Regions from separate parts of the Pan troglodytes genome. Here region 1 is linked to region 2. A link is a contact called in public capture Hi-C data. All regions are on one chromosome and are shown on one strand. Each heading gives the region's core, a stretch centred on a gene start, on an enhancer-like site or on the middle of the called end of the contact. The rest is flanking DNA. Distances are from core to core; before and after follow the strand shown. Region 1 has its middle 20 kb from the start of MVB12B. Region 2 overlaps MVB12B (multivesicular body subunit 12B).

Evidence for each region. Capture Hi-C pulls out chosen DNA fragments and counts their contacts.
Region 1: a contact with region 2 is called in a capture Hi-C map of stem cell-derived neural stem cells, with 3 times the contacts expected there. The contact joins two enhancer-like sites. A contact is called at or near these places in 4 of 7 Hi-C or Micro-C datasets (blood, induced pluripotent stem cells and stem cell-derived neural progenitor cells) and 1 of 1 other capture datasets (stem cell-derived neural stem cells).

The regions. Positions count from the first base shown.
Region 1 is chr11:12,148,798-12,154,050 of NHGRI_mPanTro3-v2.0_pri, forward strand. No RefSeq gene overlaps it. Among named protein-coding and RNA genes, the nearest start is that of MVB12B, 20 kb to the left of the region's middle. Within about 2 kb of position 2,109, at least 7 of the 24 cell types and tissues checked have an H3K27ac peak or open chromatin away from gene starts, as enhancers often do. A contact at or near this core is called in stem cell-derived neural stem cells, where this site is marked.
Region 2 is chr11:12,058,261-12,063,326 of NHGRI_mPanTro3-v2.0_pri, forward strand. It overlaps MVB12B (multivesicular body subunit 12B), which reads right to left. Exons shown (of 10, transcript XM_024345885.3): 6 at 4,264-4,386. Among named protein-coding and RNA genes, the nearest start is that of MVB12B, 71 kb to the right of the region's middle. Within about 2 kb of position 1,946, at least 3 of the 24 cell types and tissues checked have an H3K27ac peak or open chromatin away from gene starts, as enhancers often do. A contact at or near this core is called in stem cell-derived neural stem cells, where this site is marked.

The DNA.
Region 1 (5,253 bases), core at 859-3,358, 91 kb after region 2:
AGGCCTGGAGCAGGGATTTGACCCGGCCACTCCATAACTGGCCTGCATACTGATAATCAGGCATTGTCAATTTAGTTAAACATTCAACTAAAATAACAACTCTAGACACCTCTCTAGCTCTATCCTTTCTAGTTAGTATCCACTCTAAAAATCTGTTGGAACTGACAAAAGATCAGAAGAAAAAGGAAACTTTGGAAATTAAACAAAAGATTTGTGAATCAATGACGGGTCAAAGCCAAAAGTTCAAGGGCCTTTGGGATGCTTGGGTTGGAAAATGCTCCTTGTCAAAACTCATAGATGGGGCCCAAAGCCTTGATATCATGGAAATTAGAAAGTACCATGCTTACAAATAAACAAGCACAGCAGCTCTACCTATCAAAACTTGTAGGGAAAAGTTTTGCCTGCTGGTCTGCAAAGGAGGCAAATAGTCTTGCCAATCTCTTGGGCCAGGAATGGAAAAAATAATGGGAGTCCAGGGCTAGAGCATGCCCCAGTATAAAGCCTGGAGCCACTGGCATTTACCCTGTGAAATTAGTAAGCAATCTCACCTGGGACCAGAGGAAAATCTTGGATCCCCGTGGAGGCAAGCTTGGAACAGCTCTATAGACACAACCCAGCGCTCACGGGAGACCCAGGGAAGACAGGCCCTGCTTAGTGTGAGTTAACAGACAAAAATTACAGTCCGGGCATGGTGGCTTATGCCTGTAATCCCAGCACTTTGGGAGGCCGAGGCGGGTGGATCACCTGAGGTCAGGAGTTCGAGACCAGCCTGGCCAACGTGGTGAAACCCCGTCTCTACTAAAAAGTACAAAAATTAGCTGGGCGTAGTGGCTGGCGCCTGAAATCCCAGCTACTGGGGAGGCTGAGGCAGGAGAATCGCTTGAACCCCGGAGGCAGAGGTTGCGGTGAGCTGAGATCATGCCATTGCACTCCAGCCTGGGCAACTAGAGCAATTAGACTTCACTGAAATCCTAGGTGCTACAGCCTGACCAAGTCATCGAGTCTCTTTGGGTCTTAGTTTCCCTTGTTTTTTTTTGAGACAGGGTCTCTCTCTGTCTCCCAGGCTGGAGTGCAATGGTGCAATCATAGTTCACTGCAGCCTCAACATCCTGGGCTCAAGGAATCCTCCTGCCTCAGCCTCCCAAGTAGTTGAGACTATAGGTATGCACCACCAAGCCCAGCTAATTTTTGTGTTTTTGTAGAGATGGGGTTTTGCCATGTTGCCCAGGCTGGTCTTGAACACCTGGGCTCAAATGATCCTCCCACCTGGGCCTCCCAAAGTGCTGGGATTACAGGTGTGAGCTACTGTGCCTAGCCTCCTCAACTCTTAAATGGGAATAATAATTGCCCTCTGCCCCTTGCAGGCTTGTAGGGAGGAACACAGAAGCTTCCTGTAGAGCCCCGAGCACAGTCTGGGTGGCGTCTTGGCAGGGAGGGCCATGCCCACCCGACAGCCCCAGGCCTTGGGGCACACAGATTTGTTTCAGCTGCAGAGAAAATGGGTGGAGAGAGAGAAAGAGGTCAGTGTTGGAGGGGTCAGCTGTGCGCTTCCCTGGTCCCGAGACAAAGAGGCCTCTTCATGAAGTCCCCCTCCCAGACCCTTCTGCTTCCTGCACTGCCCGCCCCGGCCCCCATCAGCAGATTCCCTCAGTCCCACTGTTTTGCTTCTGTATCTGGTTTTGTGACAGTTTTAAAGATGTCAACATGCCACAGAGCTCACACTGGAGCCGGCCCAGCCTCAGCTGCTGTCCTCACCGTCATCGTCAACAGATGTTTAACCCGCTGTTCCTCTGCTTTTGTAAACACTCTGTCTCCTTTCAAATCTCAAATTAATATGATCCTTCCCCTCTCCTTTCAAATTCTGCCTTACAGCCACATGCCCAGAGATGGCTGGATTTCAGACCATAGATAGATGCATGATAGGACCCACAGTCACAGGGGCCCAGACAGGGACAGATCCTGTTTGCACAGGTCCCAGTCTCCCTGACCTATAACATCCTGGATTGCAGGCCAACTTACAGACATGGTCAAGTCCACACAGAACGCTGTTGAGGTCTCATAAGCAAAGGCAGCCGAGACCCAGGAGTCTCAGCCCCAAAAATTCACAAGGACAGAGTTCTTTATGGTCAGACGCTCAGACAGACAGACAGACACACAGACTCTGACACAGAAGCACAGATGTGCAATCACACAGTCACAGGGGCCCAGGAATGGCCAAGCATTCACAGACATTGTTGTGGGCCAAATTGTGTCTTTCTCAAAATTCATGTGTTGAAGTCCTAACCCCCACCCACTACCTCAGAATGTGCTGTGTTTGGAGGGAGGGCCTTTAAAGAGGTAATGAAGGTTGAAATGAGGTCACTGGGGTGAGGTCCCTAATCCAGTAGGACTGGTGTCCCTAGGAGAAGAGGAGATCTGGATGCAGACACACACAGAGGGAAGAACGTGAAGACACAGGGAGAAGACAGCCATCTCCACGCCGAGTGAGGCCTTAGGAAAAACCAACCCTGCTGGCAACTTGACTTGGACTTCCAGCCTCCAGAACTCTGAGGAGATAAATTCCTGTTGTGTAAGCCACAGTCTGTGGTCCTTTGTCATGGCAGCCCTGGCAAATGAATTCAGACATGGAGGCCAAGAGACCCCCAATGTCCCCCAGTGCCACCCCAGACCCACTATCGCCTTCACAGCCTTGCACAGAGCCCTGGAGGCAGCATGGACCCCTGCAGACATGAAGCCCAGGGCCACATTTCCCACAGCCCCTTCCTCAGCCTGAGTTTGGCCCAATTTCCTGGTGGCACCAAGATACAAGAGGAGATGGCACCTGGGGGCTTCCTCCACTGGGCAGTGGAATTGTGGAAAATGCTGTGATAATAGCTCACACAGCTGAGTTCCATTTGGAGATCTCAAGGGCTGTGCAAACACTTTGCAGGTATTCACTCATCCAGCCTTCTCAACAACCCTTGGAGGTAGGTACTGTTACCAAAATCCCCATTCAAGAGATGGCAAAATAGAGGCCAGAGAGGTCAAGTAACTTGCCTGAGATCACACAGCCAGCAAAAGCTGAGCTGGGACTTGAATCAAGGCAGCCTGGCTCAAGCCTAGCTCTAAACCATGGGACAATTTGCTACCAGAATCAGAGATACAGCAAGATTACAGAAGAGTTCAAATCCCTGGTCAAGAAGAAAGCAAGTCGAAATGCTTTCCCAGCCTGGGCGCGGTGGCTTACCCATGTAATCTCAGCACTTTGGGAGGCTGAGGCAGGCTTATCACTTGAGGTTAGCAGTTTGAGACCAGACTGGCCAACATGGTGATACCCCATCTCTACTAAAAATACAAAAATTAGCTGAGCATGATGGTGGGCACCTGTAATCCCAGCTACTCAGGAGGCTGAGGCAGGAGAATCACTTGAACCTGGCAGACAGAGGTTGCAGTGAGCCGAAATTGTGCCACTGCACTCCAGCCTGGGTAATGGAGCGAGATTCCACTTAAAAAAAAATGCCTTGGGGCTGGCAACATAATTTGCAGGGCCCAGTTCCAAAATGAAAACGAGTCCCCTGTTCAAAAAGCAGGAGAAAAGTGCCACCAAAAAAATATTAAAATAAAAAGTTTTCTCCTTTCCTCAGTGGTCTCTCTCTTGACTTATAATGGTTTCAGTTTGCTATGTAATGTCACTCTAAGTAAAAATAAAAAACACATAATTTCAAACTATTAGTACAAATTTTACTCTGTATTTTACAAAGTCAGTTTTAAATGCAAACATTAGAGCATTTAACTCATGTGCAGAGTCACCTAAGTTATACGCATATTTCTTTTTTTTTTTTTTTTGAGATGGAGTTTCGCTCTTGTTGCCCAGGCTGGAGTGCAATGGCAAGATCTCTGCTCAATGCAACCTCCGACTCCCGTGTTCTAGCAATTCTCCCGCCTCGGCCTCCCGAGTAGCTGGGATTACAGGCGCCCGCCACCAATACACGTATTTCATAGCTCACATAGACATATGCATTTTGTCCTCATCAGAACGTAGAAATACTGCACAACACTCACTCCCTGCTTTTATTCCACTTCTAGATATATGCACACTCTCCTAACACTGTCTACCTCCAGCTTATAGATGAGTACGGAAGGTCTGAAGGGAAAAGGAACGACGGTTGCGCTATCTGTTCCTTTGCTCCCATCGTGGTTTTTGGCTAAGTGGTTGGTTAATGCGGAGAAGTATCATGGATAGGAAAGGATATGCTAGGGTTGCTTGGTAGTTCACGTTTCTCAGAACACCTCCTTTCTGTTTGCAGCAAGTTCTGGTTTGCAGAGGGAGTGTGGCCTCTTGGGGCTTTCAGCATCCCACTTAGCCGCAGAAGTAACACGCTTGCCTTCTGATTGCTTTGAGAGTCATTGGACTCCCACTCATTGTGGGTCCACTGGAATTCCGTGCTCATGGGCATGGAAACCACTGAGAATGGGGAACAGGGATGTGCATTTTGCATGTTATCTACTCTGTTCACGGCATGCTCCATTGCCCCTATTATCTTTACTTACAAAACACAGTTCAAAGATAAAATTGCTAAGAATTTCAAAACGGCCACAGCAGAGCATTAAACCAAGCTCAGGGCCTGCTGGAGCTTGGGTGTGACTTCACAGGTACCTACTCATGAACCTGGCCCTGCCTACCCTGGCCACATTCCTGCCCTCAAGATAGCCTTGGCATGCAGCTTCCCCTCCCTTGGACTGCTTCTGGTTCCATGGCCCAGCCGCTCCCTCTCAGAAAATGGGGGCTCACCCAGGGCTCCCTCCTCTGCCAAGCACTTCTCCCACCTGTCTTAGCTCCTCTGCCCTGTGTCAGAGACTGGGCAGTGTCTGGAAGTCCATCCTTTCAGCTGACCTAATTTCCGGATGCTGGGAGCTCCAAGGACACATCTTGAGGAGAGCTGAGGGTTTCTTCATCTTCTTCCTATGCCCCAGACTTGCCTAAGTGATCCTTTCACATCAAGTACCACAGCAGGACCCTGTTATCACCTCCAAACCCGGTTCACCCCTTCACTGCTGCCCCATCACCAATTCCTGAGGCATGGATTTCGTCACATCAGTGCCCTACTCAGAACTTTTTCCAAGTCTCCTGTTGCTTCTGAGTGGAATTTGCATTCCCCAGCCCTGTGTAGCAAAAGGTGAACGTTCCTCCTGGAGAAAGTAGGGGGCATACAAATAGGGTGGGTATTTCATTTGGACGTGGGGATTAGGGAGGGATTTCCTTTTTGCTACACT
Region 2 (5,066 bases), core at 696-3,195:
GTGATGGATTTTTGAACCTCGGGGGCCCTCTCCGCCTGCACCCATCGCCTCCCATGGCTCCAGCAGGTTGTTCTGGCTGTAGAGGAGATGCAGAGTATTGATTCTGTCATTCAGCACGTCAGCTCACCCTAATGACTCTGCATCATCTGCAAATTTGATAAGCATGCCTCTGATGTCTTTATCAAGCCATGGTTCTGCTGCTTGCTGAGCTAGAGGGCTGTAGCCCACCAGGGGCCTCCTCCTGGGTCGACACAGAGCCATTCCCTTATCACACTGGGGACTTCTGGTGCTCCAGCGGTTGTGAGCCCACTTGCCTCCTGGGGCTCTTCCCAACCTCTGTCCCAGCAGCAGCGGAACCTCTTCTCCCCAGCAGAAACAGGTGATGCCCTGCATGTGACAGACGGTGGAGGGGCTGCTCTGATAGAGGCCAGGAAGGTGTTTCCTCTCTTGGCCCCCCGGCCCCAGACAGCATCACAGAGCCGAATCAGAAACCCCACCATCTGATCGCATGCCCGAGGCTGACTCACAAAGCTGGGCCCAGCCTCAAAGAGGGCCACAGAGATGGGACTGTGCCTCCATCCCCAGGCCAGCTCTCTCCTGTTGATCGACGTACATGACATAGGCAGGCAGGGGATGGAGCACCTGCGGCCAGAGATATGGAGAGGCTCTGGGTCCCAGAAGAAGTGGCTGCCCTTCTTCACTAGAAGACAGTCAAGAGATGTGTGTGGCGATGTCTGTATGTGAGATGAAGCATCACTGTATGAGGGAGAGGAGCTCTGCCAAGCTACCTTCTACCACCTTAGCCACCAACTCAATGGATACAGCCCAGGAGCATCCCTCTCCCTGGGGACCTGCCCGCTCCAAAAGGACAACTCCAAAGCCGGTGACACCACAGCATTTTCTGCAATAACGGAGCTTCTGCGGGAAGCTCCTGCTTCTAGAGGCAGTTCCTGCTTTTGGACAGAGAAGGCAGTGCTGCTAGAACCACGAGGTCCTCAGGTGATGGCCTACAGACGGTGCAAAGATCCACCTTTGTCTGAAGTAAAGCTGGGAATGAACGGCATTCCAAAAAATGGCAGGAAATTCTTTGAAATCTGAGTGATGACACAAGAAATGGAGGCGGAGCACATGGTTTTGGCTTTGGAGAAGAATACAGACTCAAGAAGGCAGCAAGATCTGTGACCCACCCCTTCCTAGGTCCTCCTGGCTGGCCTGGGCCAGGGCTCTGCGGCGAAAGAGCCTGCCACTAGCTCCGGCTCAGAACCGCATTCCCCGCCACCGCCACGGCTGGGCAGTAGAGGGCGCTGCGTCACCGCGCTCCCAGCGGCCCGATCCACACCACACAAAGACTGCACTGGACGTGGTTCTCAGGTTTATGGTTAAGGCTACCTGAGAAAACAGTAGCAAGATGCAGACTTGCTATTACACGATATGATATCACCTATGTAAAAAGTACACAAGAAAAAGACTTGAGGGAAATATAACAAAAGGTTATAAGCATTTGCTCGTGGGAAATGGAATTCCTGTTTTTTCATACTTTCTACATTCTGCCAATTTTCTACAAGCCTGGATTACTCTCGCCATAGGAAAAGACCCACGCAGTGCTCAGGGACCAGGGAGTAGTCTGGAGGGGTTGCCAGGGACGCATTTATGGTGAAACTGAATTCGTGCCTGGATTCAGGTAGGCGCTGGGGAGCTCCTCGGAGGCTCACCACATGCCCTCACCACCACACGGGCTCGAGATGCCCCGGAAGCGCTCAGAGAAGAAGACCCTGCACAGGCCCAGCCCAGGAGCCTCTGGGAGGGCTTCCCGGGAGAGAAGTCCTCTGCGCTGAGACCTGTCAAACACACCTCATGTGCAGGGAGCACCGGGAGCAAAGGCGCAGAAGCCAGGGGAGGAGGAGGCTGCCAGCGCAGCTTAATGTCTGGGGCTCTGGCTGGGAAAGGGAAGACAGGAAATCCCGGAGCTGGTGTGCAGCCCTGCAGGCCCCACTGAGGGGCCTGCCTTGCCCTATAGGCTCCTGGTAGACCCCCAGCACTCGGAGCACGAGCCCCAGCCACTGCTCCCCACCAGAGGGGAGGTGATCAGATTCCTCCTCTGGAGAGTGTAGAGACCTGAAGCCTCAAGGAATAAAACAGCATACTCATCCTTTCCTAGGTCTTCAATGGAAAATTTGAATGAATAATCAACATTTCATTTTAAAATAAATCAAAGATACTGGATAGGAAAACAACACACAAAAAAATCCCACAAAAACCAAAAAACCTGGATGGATGAGGCTTACATAGGTGTGCATCCTACCTGTAAATTACCGCACAGGAGAACTTGGGACAGACAAATGGCTTTTACTTGGAAGCATTAATGAACATTCAATTATCCTGTTGCATACTGGCTGACTTAACTCAGCCAAATTAGAATACATTTTATATTGACTATTTTGACATTTGTTTTATTTGGCAAGTAAAACAAAACTGATCCGATTTCCTTGCAGCCATTGTAAACCATAAACTGTACAGCAGAGGTGATAAAATACATAAGCCTTATAAACACCTGGTTCTGACGCACTACCCTCCAAACCCACCAGGCTGCCGGTGGCTCGGTGTTCTCAGCCGTCTTGCTTCAGGTGCAAGTGACTTTGCTCTCACAGTCACCAGCAGGCTTCTGAGAGCTCTCTCTGCTTTATCTGAGAGAACTGGTATTCTTTCTTTAACCACAGAAAGTCAAAACCTGCCTGAGGTGGTGCCCATTTCTGGGCCCTTCTAGACCACATGATGTCAGCAGGGAGCAGCTGTAACAACTTCAGGGCAACTGCTCCTGTGGGGGCTTTCCAGCCTCTGCAAGGAGCCCACACTTGAGCTGCTCCAAGTACAAGTGATGGACCTCAGCACAGGTGATGGAGGACCCCGACACACAGGTGATGGACTTAGCTGACTCGCCAGCACAGGTGACACACCTGATATAGCCTTGAGCACAGGAGACAGTGACCCTCAGCAGTGCCCTCCAGGGCGGAGCTGACAGCGCTCTGGCTCAGAAATGAGGAACAAGTGCTGATGGGCAGTGCGAACCTCACACTCCTGAACCCAATAGAGACTCAACTGTTCACCCTGCAACTCTGGGAGGCTTATTAGAGATTCCTATCTTTTTATGCCAAATGAAACTGAAAACTACTTCTAAAGTTTCAGGCAATTCCAGGGGTAGTTAAGTTTAAATACCACTCTTGGTGTGTGAAACTGTCATGAGAAAGACCAGATTGTCTTTATAGGGGGATGTCCCAGAGGACAGAGTCCTCAGGGCTTTGGAGCCTCATTACAGCACATTCTTCCAAGTGAGACGGAGGCTTGGCACAGAGGAACAGAGTACAGAGAGCTGGTGGTATGTCCCGGAGGGCAGGCTGTATTGTGGAGGGCCCAGGAAGACCTACTGGTGACTCTTCTGTCCGGTTCCTGACAGATTTTGTTCATCTCTATTCACCCACGTGGAAGCTTGGAGATCCATTCTCATTTACGTTATGTCAATCCCTAAGTGTTGCTGCCTCACCGTTCTTGTTTTATTTACTTTTGCAATCCCTTTCTCAAGCTTAATCCATCAGTGCTGTTTGTTCCTTGCCCTTAGTTTACTCCTAGTGATGCACAGGATTTTTATTTGACAGGATTCTTTTTGCAGAAAGTGTAGAGACTGTTACTACTTCTGTTATGACTGAAATCAGTTGCAGAGCAAACAGTTGGCTCACCCAAGTTTCTTTGCGGAGACAATTGTTAAAACTAGCATTTCCTGAAAAACTCCTCACTATTCTCTCATACTCAAACTACCCATTTCTTACTTTATAGCTCATTGGAAAAAGAAATTATATGAAAATGAAGAATATAAGAACTCACCTACCCTCCTGGGTTTCAAATGAGTTGCTGGCCAAGACAGAGAAGGAATTTGACCTTAAGGCCAGTGATCCCAACCCCATGGCTACACAGCACGTGTCTGTGTGTAGCTAGCAGCTCTTTTGAATAGGGAGCCAATTTTAAGTTGCATAATCTGCAATTTTAGAAGCCTGCAGAACATGCACAAAATAGACTATAGAATGGCCTTTGCATTCATGTAATGCAAAGATTTCCAAGTGGATTTTTAAAAATCTCCTCTAAAGATATATTGCTTCTATAATTATTCAGCTGTACTTTGCACTATTTCAGCAGACACTAAGTGGTGGTGTTCTAAAATGTGCAGGGACCCAAGACCACGGGACAACGCAAGACACCCCGACAAGGCCTCACCTGGGAAGGTTGGGGGCTGGGGTGGAGGCAGCTGATGACTGGGAAGGCGTTGTGGGTTGAGATGAGTCATGATTTCTTGGTACTCTGCCCATTCGATACCAGATCCCCATGCTGTTCAGTTCCCTTTAGGAAAAAAGAGAAATCTTCATGGCTCTGGTTAGCACAAACATTTACCTGAGTGACAAAGCAAACCAATTCATTTAAAAGAGTCATGGCCTCAAACACCAGGGAATCAATTCTTGCCCTCCACATGAAATGGGTTCCACCGTCTCCTTTGTGCTCTGGGTGTCATAGTTCACACGAGGGTGACCCGTTCCATCTAGGCAGGCCTTCGGGACAAGGCCGCCTGCATCACCCTTCCCAAGCTTGCCTTCCTACTCCAACTGGTACTTTCCTTGCTTCTCCAAACTTCTTTTTGTTTTGCCATTTCCTTGTAGAGTGTGACGTGATAATCCACATCAAGTCCTTTGTGCAGTTAGGAGAGACAGACAGGGAGATGCTGGTTTTTAACCATGAGAAGAATTAGCCCCCTACTCTATAACACACTCCAATCTCAGGATACAGCCTCTTGCAGCTGGGTGTCACCTGCCGTTGGACTCATTCTCAGGGTCAGTTTGGGAGTCATCTTCAAACTACAAAACTCGAGGCCCCATGAACCACACAACTAGGAGTGGACACCAAGGGGCCTCCCAGACGCCGCATAAGCTCTCCTGTGACCTCCCTCGCAGTCACCACAGCCCCGCCCCCTACTACACCACACACTCGTGAGTGCTGAGGAGACAGCCACGCTCCTAGGAATAGCG